Regions from separate parts of the Mus musculus genome. Here region 1 is linked to region 2. A link is a contact called in public HiChIP or PLAC-seq data. All regions are on one chromosome and are shown on one strand. The core of a region is the stretch at or near the end of the contact, and the rest is flanking DNA. Distances in the headings are between cores, read along the strand shown.

Evidence for each region. HiChIP or PLAC-seq counts read pairs in DNA pulled down with a chosen protein or histone mark.
Region 1: a BATF HiChIP or PLAC-seq map of CD8 T cells shows a contact between it and region 2, with 11 read pairs. The contact joins the promoter of Marf1 here to the enhancer-like site in region 2. A contact is called at or near these places in 1 of 484 Hi-C or Micro-C datasets (CD8 T cells), 4 of 115 datasets of contacts at active chromatin or transcription factors (CD8 T cells, the HPC-7 cell line, effector CD8 T cells and 1 more) and 1 of 9 other capture datasets (adipose tissue).

Annotation. Positions count from the first base shown.
Region 1 is chr16:14,154,661-14,160,675 of GRCm38.p6, forward strand. It overlaps Marf1 (meiosis regulator and mRNA stability 1), which reads right to left and starts at 4,614. Exons shown (of 27, transcript NM_001081154.2): 1 at 4,484-4,614. Mir484 (microRNA 484) reads left to right here and starts at 4,966; the gene lies at 4,966-5,032.
Region 2 is chr16:14,083,982-14,090,450 of GRCm38.p6, forward strand. It overlaps Bmerb1 (bMERB domain containing 1), which reads left to right. Exons shown (of 6, transcript NM_144518.3): 3 at 4,965-5,038. Among named protein-coding and RNA genes, the nearest start is that of Marf1, 72 kb to the right of the region's middle. Within about 2 kb of position 4,495, at least 69 of the 459 cell types and tissues checked have an H3K27ac peak or open chromatin away from gene starts, as enhancers often do. A contact at or near this core is called in CD8 T cells and effector CD8 T cells, where this site is marked.

The DNA of each region.
Region 1 (6,015 bases), core at 3,364-5,863, 71 kb after region 2:
AGATAGCTCAGCGGTTAAGAGCACTGACTGCTCTTCTGAAGGTCCTGAGTTCAAAGCCCAGCAACCACATGGTGGCTCACAACCATCTGTAATGGGATCCGATGCCCTCTTCTAGTGTGTCTGAAGACAGCTACAGTGTACTTACACATAATAAATAAATAAATAAATCTTTTTTTTAATTAAATAGAAAATGAGGAGGAAGGTATAAAAACTTACCTCTGGCCTCTAGTGTGCATATATGTGCTTGTGCACCTGCATGCCTGCACATGTGCACACACCCACATGAACATGTCCATACACTACACATACCATTTATGATCTGCCATTCCTCATATCCTAGAGTTCTTTTCTCTGTGTGTGTAAATGGGGAGATGCTCCCATGTGTGTAAAGACCAGAGGTTAGCTTTGGGTATCTTCCTCAATCTATGATCTCCTCTTCCTCCTCCTTTTTTTAAAGTCAGGGTTTCTCAATGAACCTGGAGCTTACCAATTTGGCTAGGCTGGCTGGCATAAACCCTCGGGGGTCTGCCTATCTCTACTTTCCCAGCACTGAGATTACCAGCACGTGTTACCACCACAACCAGCTTTTCTGTAGGTGCTAGGGACTAAATTCAGGTCCTTGTGCTTATGCAACAAGTACTTTACCTACTGAGCCACCTCCCCAGCCACTACAACTTTTCAAATGAGAATGGACATAGGCATTCTTGAAAGACAGAGCCAAATCGTGGACAGTGCACATCTCTAGGTGAGAACTCTCCTCTTCACTTGGCTGAAATAAGTCTCCAGACTCTAATCAGACTTTGCCTATAGTTTTTCTTTTTGTTTTTTCTTTCTTTCTTTCTTTCTTTTTTTTTTTTTTTTTTTTTTTTTTTTGTGTGACAGGACTTGTCTGTGTAGCACTGGCTGCCCTGACACTATGTAGTACAGGCTGGCTTCAAACTCACAGATCTGTCTGCCTTTGCCTCCATAATGCTGGTACTAAAGGTATGTGGGCCACCACACTCAGCCTATAGTTTTTCTTAACTTTCAGGTATTTCTTCTGTAAGTTCTGCTTAGAGAGCAAAGATACCAGTAAATAGCATCTAATCTTAGTAAAAGGACAACCACAGTATCAACCTTTCTCTATGCCCAGTGTAAGCACAGAAGGGCCAAACTAAATGACCTCTGAGGACTTTGATTCTATTCTACAAATGAAGCCAACCAACTGATTTCTTGGTTTGTTTACAATGAAAGAGCAATGTTATTGAAAGATCCTGGCAGAATGTAAAAGGACACAGAAGCCCTGAAATTGGCAAGATAGACGTCAGTGTTAGCAGAACTAGCTTCACTGATTTAGAAAAATAGAGGTGCACAATGCTCTGGCCACTCCTCGAACCTGTGTGTCTGCCAATGTTCTGACCAGGTGTGTGCCCATTGCTGCACCTTCATTAGACTCTTTCCTTGTACCCCTCCCATACCCATTTCTTGAGAATAGACATTGTTTAGATCTGGAAATCCCCTAATCTCCCCCTTCTCCTTTCCCCACTGAGGGCCTATAAAAACTGGGAACTCTTTCCCCTCGAGGACGACTCCTCTACCCCTGCGTGGGATATGAGTCGTCCCCAGAGCTCTGGCTTTCCCCGAATAAAGCCTCATGTGGTTTGCAACAAGCTCGGTCTGTCGTGAGTTCTTGGGTGTCCGCTATTGTCCTGAGGCCTGAGCGAGGGGCTCCTCTCGGAGTCTTTCATTATCACCAAACATCCAGAAATTAAGTCAGTCACAACCCACAGATGTCCTTTACCCCAGACACTCTTCTGAGTCTTAGTATACCAAAGGCAAAGCCAGTGCACACTCTGAGCAGGGACAGAGCTAGTAATGACGACAACAACTAACCCTTATCTCTAAGTCCTTGGAACAACAAACCACATTCAGTGATGATTTATCAGAGATTTCATCTGTGCATGTAAAAGATAATTTCTTTCCACTATAACTCTGGTAAGATGCTTCTGAGATTTTTATATCTTCATGATAGGCTGAGAGGAGAATGGTTCATAATGCATTTCAAGTCTGGGCGGACTGATCACACAAAGTAAAGTATGGTCGGCAAGCCAAAGTCAGCCTGCTGCCTGTACACATGTGTGTGTGTGTGTGTATGTCTATCTAGTTTTTCTTAGACAGGATCTGATTCTGTAATACTGAAGTAACACTCTTCCTGCTTCAGGCTCCCAAATGCTGAGATTACAGGTATGAGGCATGACACACTTGGATTTAAGTGGCCTGTAAACTAAGAATATATTTTCAATTTCTTAAATTATTGAGAAAGTGTTCTTAAACATGAAACTTAAACTTTAGTATCTGTAAAGTTTCATTAGGACATAGCTACACTCCTTAAGTAATATCTATGGCTGAGTTGAACTAGAGTTGAGACTTGAGTCCTTGCCATATGATCCACTTGTAAAACTGAATATATTTACTTTTTGGGTAGTGTGCTGAAACTATTTAAGTTTCTGTTTGTAGGCCAGGGAATGCATGGAGCTTAGTGGCATACAGAAGGGTCTAGGTTCAATCCCAGACACAGAGGTAGAGAGGGAAGAAAGAGAAGGGGGAAAAAAGTCTGTTAGTTTGTTTCCTTGTCTGTACACAGCATTTTAAAAAGTGAATTAGAAAATGCATGCACTTCCATTTTCACCACTATATCCTGTGCTCAGCCCAAGACCATTCTGTGGTAATCACAGAGTAATCGTTTGTTGAATGAAGGAAGTAGAGAATTAGCCTAGTACAGTTTACCATCACTACTTCCATTACAACACCTGTTTTTATAATTAAATCCAGGTTGGACCAGGTGATGGTGGCGCATGCACTTAAGCCTAGTACTAGGGGAGTCAGAGGCAGGTGGATCTGTTTAAATTGAGACCAGCCTGATCTAGAGTGAGTTCCAGGACAGCCAATGATACACAGAGAAACCCTGTCTCAAACAACAAACAAACAAACAAACAAAAAACCACACACACACACACAAAAACAAACAAAAACAAACCCCACAAAAATCCAGAAATCCAGGTTTTATATCACCCAACACACTCCACTCTTATTCATAAGAACTTGTTATAATCACAGTGTTCATAATTTCAGCGTGCTTAAATCTTTCAAAGCCAAATCCTAAAATGAACTACCATATCTACCACTTCACTGAGAAACAGAAACGTTTAAAATAAAGTTTCATAGCTAGCTTCAGGTCAAAAGGCTCACCTACCTCTTTCTACACCAAGGTGCCTTCAATATTGCTCAAAGAGCCAGGAGTGGTAGCTCAGGAGGCAGAGGCAGGAGGATATCTGCAAGTTTAAGGGCAGCCAAGTTCCAAGCAGCTGTGGTTACACAGTGAAACTCTGTCGATAGATAGACAGATAGACAAGGCAGGCAGGCAGGCATATATAGACAGATTACTCAGTTCAAACAAATATAAGGAAAAACATTAGTGGCCTGCAGCCTAAAAATTTCCCAAATATTCCTAGGAATTCCATTTAAGCAGCCGAATCAGTCAGGGGAAGTTCTAATGTGAGAGAGTCTTCCTTTCTGAAACTCAGTTTCTGAGCAACTTAGACAGTGGCTGAGAATGCAGTGTGCAACATTGTACTGCCTGCATGTTGGTTCTGAAGGCCACCTATCTGTGCTGCTGTGGGCATGTCATCTTTATAAACATAAGGCCCATCTCTTGTGAGTCTAATCATCATAGCAACCCCCTCACTTATTTATTTGTAGTTTGGTGACAAGAGATACCTGAGGATGAATTATTTCCCAAATGACCTCCCCCCTGCCACAAACTCCCAGTCCTATGTATTTGCTCGTCTTCTACCTTTTAACTAAAATGACTCTTTTTTCTCCAATAGAATATAAATTCCATAACAATATTGACTGTATGTGAATATACGGTATCCCAACCTTCCAACTCAACTGTGCCTCACAAATATCAATAAATGACCCTGGACAAATGTAGAGCTCACTGAAGGTGAAGAAAGACCATTTAGCTGACAATTTCCTTGTATGCAAAACAGAAAGATCCTGGAAAGTCCAAAAGATACTAGTGCAACTAGAAAGCACCACGTTCGTGCTAGAATTAATTGGGGAGGTGGCTGAAACTGAAACTGCATCCAAAGTGGCTATTAAAACAAAAACAAAAAAACAATAAGGGACTCAGCCACACAACTGTCCTTTTTCTCAACTTTCCAACTTTGCACATCCTGCGAAGGTTGCTACTGACACCTGGAGGGCCGGGGAGCGAGCAGGAAGACAAGCGCCAGCTGGGACTAAACGCCTCGGAAGAGACCGGGGGAGCACTGGAGAGCGACTTTTTCGCACGGCCCCTTCGGCAAGTCCCAGTCCCGGTCCTTCAATCCCAGAAGCATCAGTCTGAGGGGGGAAAAGGCGTCGTTTCCAGACCAGCTACGTTGCTGATCAGAGCATCCGGTACGCCCTAGTGGAGTCCCGGCACTGACAGAGGACTCACCTCAGCCACTAGCTCCTTCTTGGCTCACATTCCGACACCGCCGCCTACCCCCCACCCCCCCCAGGCCCTTTATTTTGATTCCCGACTCCGCAGCTCCCGCCGCCGCCGCCAAGCGCTCCCTCCACTTCCGCTTCCGCCCCGCCCCGCCCCTGTCGCAAAACCGATACGCTTCTCTACTACTAGCCCCGCCCCTCTCTCCGAGCCTCCCTGCCTCACCTCTTCCTCCATAATACCACACCCTTCCTCTGCTCCGCCCCCTATGGCCGCTCCCTTTCTCCGCCCATTCCCAGCCCGTCCCCACTCCGCCCAGTCGCTTCCTCCAGTAGCCCCGCCCATTCCCCCGTCCCTCCCTTCCCCTTTCTGGCTCCACCCCTCCCTGAGTCTCGCCCAGTCTTTTCTTTCGCCCCGCCCTCGCCTCCGCGTATTTCTCCGCGCAGGGCACGCTGGGAAGTGGGGGGGGCGGGGCCTCGCGGCCCTGCAGCCTCGTCAGGCTCAGTCCCCTCCCGATAAACCTCAAAATAGGGTCTTACCTAGGGGGCTGGCGGCGTATTTTTTTTAGCAGGAACCCCAGTTTAGGAGTTCTCACTACTGGTTTGATGACGCCATGTCGAACGGATCTTCCAGGCGAAGAACTAGGGAGCTTTTGTGATGGAGTCAAGGAAAGGCTTGCCAGATGGGATTTGTTAGGGTTCCGCTCTAAAAGGTCTTGGGAGCGAGGACTAAGGAGAGAAGATTAATGTGAAATAAAGTATTAATGCTCTGCCTCGTCACGTGATAACCCTTATTTTTACAAATTAAATCGTGCACGTTGCACTGCATCTTTTAGCGCAACCTAGTGGCCAGTGGAGAAAGAACAGTTAAACCTGCCAAATGGGCTTTTGGCAAAGTCCTCCCTACCTATAGCAGTTTCAGTGCTGATCAAGTACATGCAAAGACTGCTGCTGAATATTGACACCAACAGTTAAGAGTACATGATATCCTTACCCAGTTTTATTTTTTCTTTTCAGAGACAGTGTCTCACTTGTGTAGCCTTGGGTTGGCCTGGAACTTGCCCCGCAGACTATGCTGTACTCGAACTTGCAGTCCCTTGCTTTCTGAGTGCTAGGATTAAAGGAGTTTGTGTCACCTGGCAAACGTTTTGTTTTAATAAACCTAGTGCTTTGTAACCAATACTTTTCAGATGACAGGTTGGCCACGAAAAAGAAGATGCTAAAGTTATAAGAACTTTGTGAAATCAAAAATACTTCATGTTTTAAACAGATAAACTGTTCTGTATCCTCGCTACCCCTATCCCCAACCCCACTGAGCCTTGAAGGCTTCACTTTTACTTGACCTAAATATGAGTTGGGTTTTTTTGTTTGTTTTTCCAGACAGGGTTTCTCTGTGTGATAGCCCTGGTTGCCCTGGAACTCTCTGTACACTAGCCTCAAACTCAGAGATCTGCCTGCGGTTGCCTACAAGTTCAAGAAGTAAAAGCATAACCTTTATTTAGAACCATGCCTGGCTTAAATATGAGTTTTCAGGATTCCATA
Region 2 (6,469 bases), core at 3,245-5,744:
GTTACAAACCCCTTCAGCTCCTTCAGTCCTTTCTCTCACTCCTCCATTGGAGACCCCACACTCAGTGCAATGGTTGGCTGCCAGCATCCAACTCTGTATTTGTCAGGCTCTGGCAGGGCCTCTCAGGAGACAGCTATATCAGGCTCCTTTCAGCAAGCATCTCTTAGCATGCACAATAGTGTCAGAGTTTGGTGAGTGTATCTGGGATGAATCCCCAGGTGGGGCAGTTTCTGGATGATCTTCCCTTCAGTCTCTGCTCTGCACTTTGTCTCCATATTTGCTCCTGTGAGTATTTTGTTCCCCTTTCTAAGAAGGACCAAGCACTCACACTTTGGTCATCCTTGTTCTTGAGCTTCATGTGGTCTGTGAATTGTATCTTGGGTATTTGGAGCTCTTGGACTAATGTCCACTTCTCAGTGAGTGCACACCATGTGTCCCTCTGTGCAGCAATGGTGGTCCTATCTGTGCTCACAAGCTGTCTGCACTCCTGGGAAGCTCGCTCTCTCCCATCATTATGTAGGTATGGCAGAGGATCATCTCTAGGTGCAGACGGAAACCAGAAGTCTCCTCAAAACTAAATATTTTTAAAAGCTCTTCTTTTTAATATTCAAGGGGGTTTACTTGTAAAATTATAAAAAATATCTTTATAGAAGTTAAAATATCACAATTGTGTGTTTTTGTAATATCAAAATAAAGTCCCTTTCTTTTAACTTTTTACTGATTTTTTGTGAATTTCCCATCATGCACCCCAACCGCACTCATCTCCCATCCCCTTGTGTCCACCCTCCACCCTTGCAACCTCCCTCTCAAAAGAAAATTAAAAAACAAAAACAAAAACAAGCAACAACAACAAAACCCAAAAAAGCTCATCATGGAAGCTACAATGTGTCCCAGTGTGTACCACAGTACACCTTTTTGTCCACACATCTTTACTTGGGAATGTTCTTTGCAATGAGTCATTGGTCTGGTTTGAGGGCTTTGGCTTCTGCTACACTACCAGTACTGGATCCTCACAGGGACTCCTCTCAGACATCCTGTTGTTGCCCTGGGTCATGGAGGCCCTGCAGCTTTGTGATGTGTAGGACAGACCTATTCGCTCACTCCAGCTGTTCATAGATGGGGTAGATGTTGGGGTGGGATTTGGGCCTGGGCAGTAGCTAAGTTGGTCAGCCCTCTCTGGCACCCACACCACCAAGGTGAGCTCTCTGGCACTGCCCTGGCTAGCTCACCAATGCCATACCTGCAAAGAGACAAGGCCAGCTCTCCCTTTCTCATATATTTTGCCTTTGCCAAATGTATTAGTTAGGGTTCGTATTGCTGTGATAAAAACTGAGACCAAAAGCAACCTGGAGGAAAGGTTTTGTTTCGCCTCACAGCATGTAGTCCAGCATCTAAGGAAGTCAGGGCAGGAGCTGAAGCAGAAATCATGTAGGAATCCTGCTTACAGGGTTTCTTCCAGTGACTTACTCAGTCTGATTTCTTATACCATCCATGACAACCTGCCGAAGAGTTGTATGAAAAGCAAGGTTACTATAGTTAAAGACTTTCCCAGAACTATGGCCTTTGATGGACTAAGTCTTTGCATTTTGGCAGGTGGTGCTGTCTACATGATGAGTTTGATACTCTCATGGTACTTCCATTATGGGGTCAGTTGTGCTAAAGTCTAGGAGCCTACTAAGGTCTGGGGCCTTGTTACAAACTGCCAGGCAGTCTGTGCCCTTCTGGCAAGCCCTGGTTCATTCAAGGCAGCCTGCTTGGATGTTCTAGGCCAAATCTTGAAAAATGCTGGCATGTCTCTGGTCACAAGAGATATAGACTAAAGTCCTGCATCCCTGACCTGGTCCTGGGGTCTGAAATGCTAAGGGTGGGGTGGAAAAACATGGGCATTTGTGATCAGCCAAGGAGAAGGCTGGGGGTAAGGCAAGTAAATGGAGTGACTCCAGAGAGTAAGGCTCTGGACTGGCCCAGTACTAACTAACATGGAGTCTAGCTGAGTCCTTCTACCTCTTCCCAGGATGGTTGTCAGGGCCAACACTGTTTCCCCAAAACACCCACCCCCTTCATCTGCTACACTGTTCTTCAGAGGTCCAGAAGCACAGCCAGCCAGTCTTACTTCAGGCTTCCATACCTAAAGACTTGACCGACAACAGGTTGTAAATATTCAAGAAGAAAAATGCAGACCCGGGTGTGGTGTTGCATGCCTTTAATCCCAGCACTCAGGAGGCAGAGGCAGGCAGATTTCTGAGTTCGAGACCAGCCTGGTCTACAAAGTGAGTTCCAGGACAGCCAGGGCTATACAGAGAAACCCTGTCTCGAAAAACCAAAAATAAATAAATAAATAAATAAATAAATAAATAATGATAATAAGATAAAGCATTTATAGACTTTTACTTATTTAAAAAATAATAATAATTCCAGTGCTTGAGAGAAAAAGGCAGGAAGATCTCTAAGTTTGGGGCCAGCCTGGTCTACATAGTGAGTTCCAGGATAGAGTTACATAGCAAGACTCTTTCTCACAAAAAATAAACATATAAGACTAAAATTTTAAAGTTATGTTGTGTGTCTGTGCATGCACTTATTAATGTGAGTGCAGGCACCCATGGAGGTGAGAAAAGGATGTCATATCCCATGGAGCTGAAGTTATAGGTGTTTGTAAGCCACCTAATTCAGGTTTGGGACCCAAGGTTTAATCCCCTGGAAGATTAGTACATGCTATTATCCAGTGAGCCATCTCTCCAGCTCTGCCCCTGGGCCCACCCTTTTAACTTTTTGTCATTATATCCTAAGTGAGAGGATAATTCCTGATTATATAATATCTAGGCTGTGTTGACTGTATTGGGCATCATAAGTTATCTAGAGGTGACTTAAATACCTAGGAGTATGTATAGAGATTATATGCAGACATTAGGCTGTCTTATTTTCAAGACTTGGGCATGTGTGGATTTTGGTGTTCAGGAGCAAGAGGAGATCCTGGGACGTTTCTACATATGTGAGCATGTGGTTATCTATCTGTACTGACAAAAGGTCAACTTCATGCTGCCTGAGCCTTGTTGGTAGTGACTTCTCAGAGCTTAGGCCTGAGGCCAGCACAGCAGACGCTCAGTGAAGATGCAGGTGTGAATATACACATTTTGAAACTGTATATACTTTGGGAACTGCCTTGAAGATGCCTCAGCTATCGTTGACCTGTTAAGCCATTTTTACTCAGTGTGATTCTGCTTCTCAGAATCTTCCCACATTAAAAAAAATTCTTGCATAAATCTATGTTAACCCCGTGGAGACCCAGGTAGCACAGATAACCTAAAAATCCACCTAGATGATCAATGAGCACACCCTAGAAATCTGCAGGGGAAGTTCCTGGTAGCCACTGAAAATAATTTTTATGAGAATGACAAATTGACTTTAAAACAAATTGTTCTTGAGACATGGTCTCATCTGACCCAGACTGACCTCGAACTCGGATCCTCTTGCCTCAACATCCCAGTTCTGAGATTACATGCGTGTTCACAAACACCCCCATTTTATGTTGTTCTGAGGATCAAACCCAGGGCTTTGTGCATGTTAGGAGAGCATGCTATCAACTGAACTAAAATCTTAGGCCAGGATTAATTTTTTCTTTTTGTAACACACACCTTACTACAATACATTGCAGAATTGTAGGAAAGCCCTTGAATAGGCCCTGGAAGGGGTTTGTGAATTCCTATTGAAATGTAAATGTTTATATTGCTTCTATGTCTAGGAATTTGTCACAGAAAACCTAGTATGAGGAGTATATCAATATAGCAGGATGCTGGGCAGCCACAAAAATCAGTTGACTTGAATGCACTAACAGGGAATCATCTTCAAGACATATTCTGAAGTAGAATTATATATCATTATAAACTAAAAGGCATAAATAGTAAAAAGAACAAATTGTGAAAATATTTTGTAACAATGTCACATGATATTTATAACCGGCGTACTTTTAAACCTGCAAGAATGGACACTACACTGGGGGCGTTAGTATTATGACTCTGTCTGTGTCTGGAGGCTTCAGAACCTGGACGTGGATGATTCTGTCCACAAGCCTCAGGCCCTAGGTATCAATGGTACAAAATCCAGAATCTAAGAGGTGAAAATTTTGGAGTTATGCCTAAGAGCAGAGGGAGGGAGACAAAGAAAAAGAGAGAGAGATTGAGAGAAAGACAGAGATAGACAAATAGCAATGGAGAGAGTGTACAACCCCTAATTTCTCCTTTTGACAGACACATAGCAACAGAGCAAGTATATGTACAACCTTAACTTCCTCCTTTGCATCCTCTTTCCTGTCCTCACCTACAGATGACTAGTTCTGCTACAGAGGGCAGGACTTCTCACCTAGACAGTTCAGCAGCTCATAAGCCAATCTCTGCAAACGTCATCACAGACTCTTGTGGTTTAAATGTAACTACCCCGAATGCCAGGCTTCTGTGGTTAACATGTAGACACAGAGAGCTGTGACAGGCTTCTGTGGTTAGCATGTAGACACAGAGAGCTCTGACAGGCTTCTGTGGTTAGCATGTAGACACAGAGAGCTGTGACACTGTTGTGGGAGGTTATAATGTGATTTTGGGGATGTGGGGCCTAGCTAGCTGTTGGGGCAGGACTCAAGGGTTCTACGTGCCAGGTTCCTGCCCAAGCACTCTGTTTCTGGGTCTGGACTGTGTAAAAACACCTGCCAGACTCCCATAGCTACAGAGCTGCCTGCCTCTCTGCCTCCCTTCAAATGGCAGACTGTAGTCCCCAGAACAGTGAGCCCAAACAATTCCTTTTCTCCCTTAAGTTACTTTTTGTCACAGCAAGGAGTAAAGTGATAAATACCCAGACTTATCTAAAAACAGCTGGAAGATGGCCCTCACTTTCATTAGCCTCCAGTGTTTAAACAAGGCTAGTGCTGGGATGTGTTCTGCTGAGGTAACTTATTATGTGGTGTCTTGTCCCTGTAGGATGGATGACATTCAGCTCTGCAAGGACATCATGGACCTGAAGCAGGAGCTGCAGAACTTGGTCGCCATCCCAGGTACCATGTGTGATTACATCCTCTGTCAGCCACCGCCAGGGCTCCACATCTGTCCTCTGTACCTCTGGGATTGGGAATAGAGGGTTTGTCTCATTTCCTAATGGGATTTCAGTCTGGCAATGGAGGCTCCAGGATTTAAACACAAATTCATGCAGGGTATGTGGTCTGCACCTATAATCTAAGCACTTGAGAAGCAGAGGCAGGGAAATGACCCACACATCTGAAATCAGCCTGGGCTGACTGAGACCATATCTCAAACCAATAACAAAATAAACACAAGTTTCTATCAGGCAGGACCACCTTGGGACCTCAGGCAAGCCTCTTTATTTTTTACAAGATTGAGTTTTTCTTCCTTTGAAAATGGAAGAGGAATATACTCACCATCAATCTCACGAGAGCTGAGGGGACCAGTTGAGTGGCAGAACACTTTCCTAGTGTGTGCAGAGACCTGGGTCTGCACCAAAGCACTGCAAAGGGATGACAAAGCTGCCAAGTGTGACTGTCGCGGTGGTAAATGTACACTTTAGGCCAGGCATCATTTTGACTCAAGAGTCATTATTGCCATTTTAATCATGTGTGGAAAGAGGGAGAGTAGAGCAGGCACAGGCTGTAATATTGGGGCCAAGCATCCATCTATCAGTTATTAATTACTGATGATCTGATTGCTTTCCCTTAAATGACTTCCCTCTCCAAACACTCTAAGTTACATGGCATATGGGCCTTGTGCTTATCAAAGGACTAACCAGTCACACGCCTGTTGTATAAGTCAGGGTTTTCTGGGTGAACAGAACCCATAGAATTTAAAAGGGATTTATTAGACTGACTTACATGATATGCTCTCAGGAGGCCAACAGTGGCCTCTGCATACTGCAGAGGCTAAGGACCTAGTGCTGCTCAGTCTATGAGGCTAGATACCTTCGTAGTCCCAGTCTGGTCCTGAGGGCCTAGCAGATTCCTGTTGAGCAGTTCATATTGGAAGGCCAAAGAATCTGGTTCTAATATCTGCAAAGGAATATAAGGTAAAGTAGATGAATTCACAAATGGTAGATGAATAATAGGCAAACACAGAGCTTTACTCTTACACCTTTGATGTATGCTGCAACCAGAAGGTGACAATCACATTTAAGATCAGTCTTCCCACTGCAGATAACCTGATTAAGAGAAGTCCTCCCAGTTGTTTATGGCACCTCTCCTTTCAGTTGATTCTAAGACTATCATCGTACCTGTTGACTCAGGCATGTGTCTCTCTGACTTCATGTCATTGACAGTGTGCATGGGGGTCTGATAGTGCTAAGGAAGGATTATTAATAGACACAGCTTCTTTTTCAAGAACTTGGCCTTGGCAGGTGTTTTACTTTGGTACTGGTGGGCATGGCTGGTGCATATCAACAACTGCTTACTGAACGATTGTGCATGTCCAGGCTACAGGCA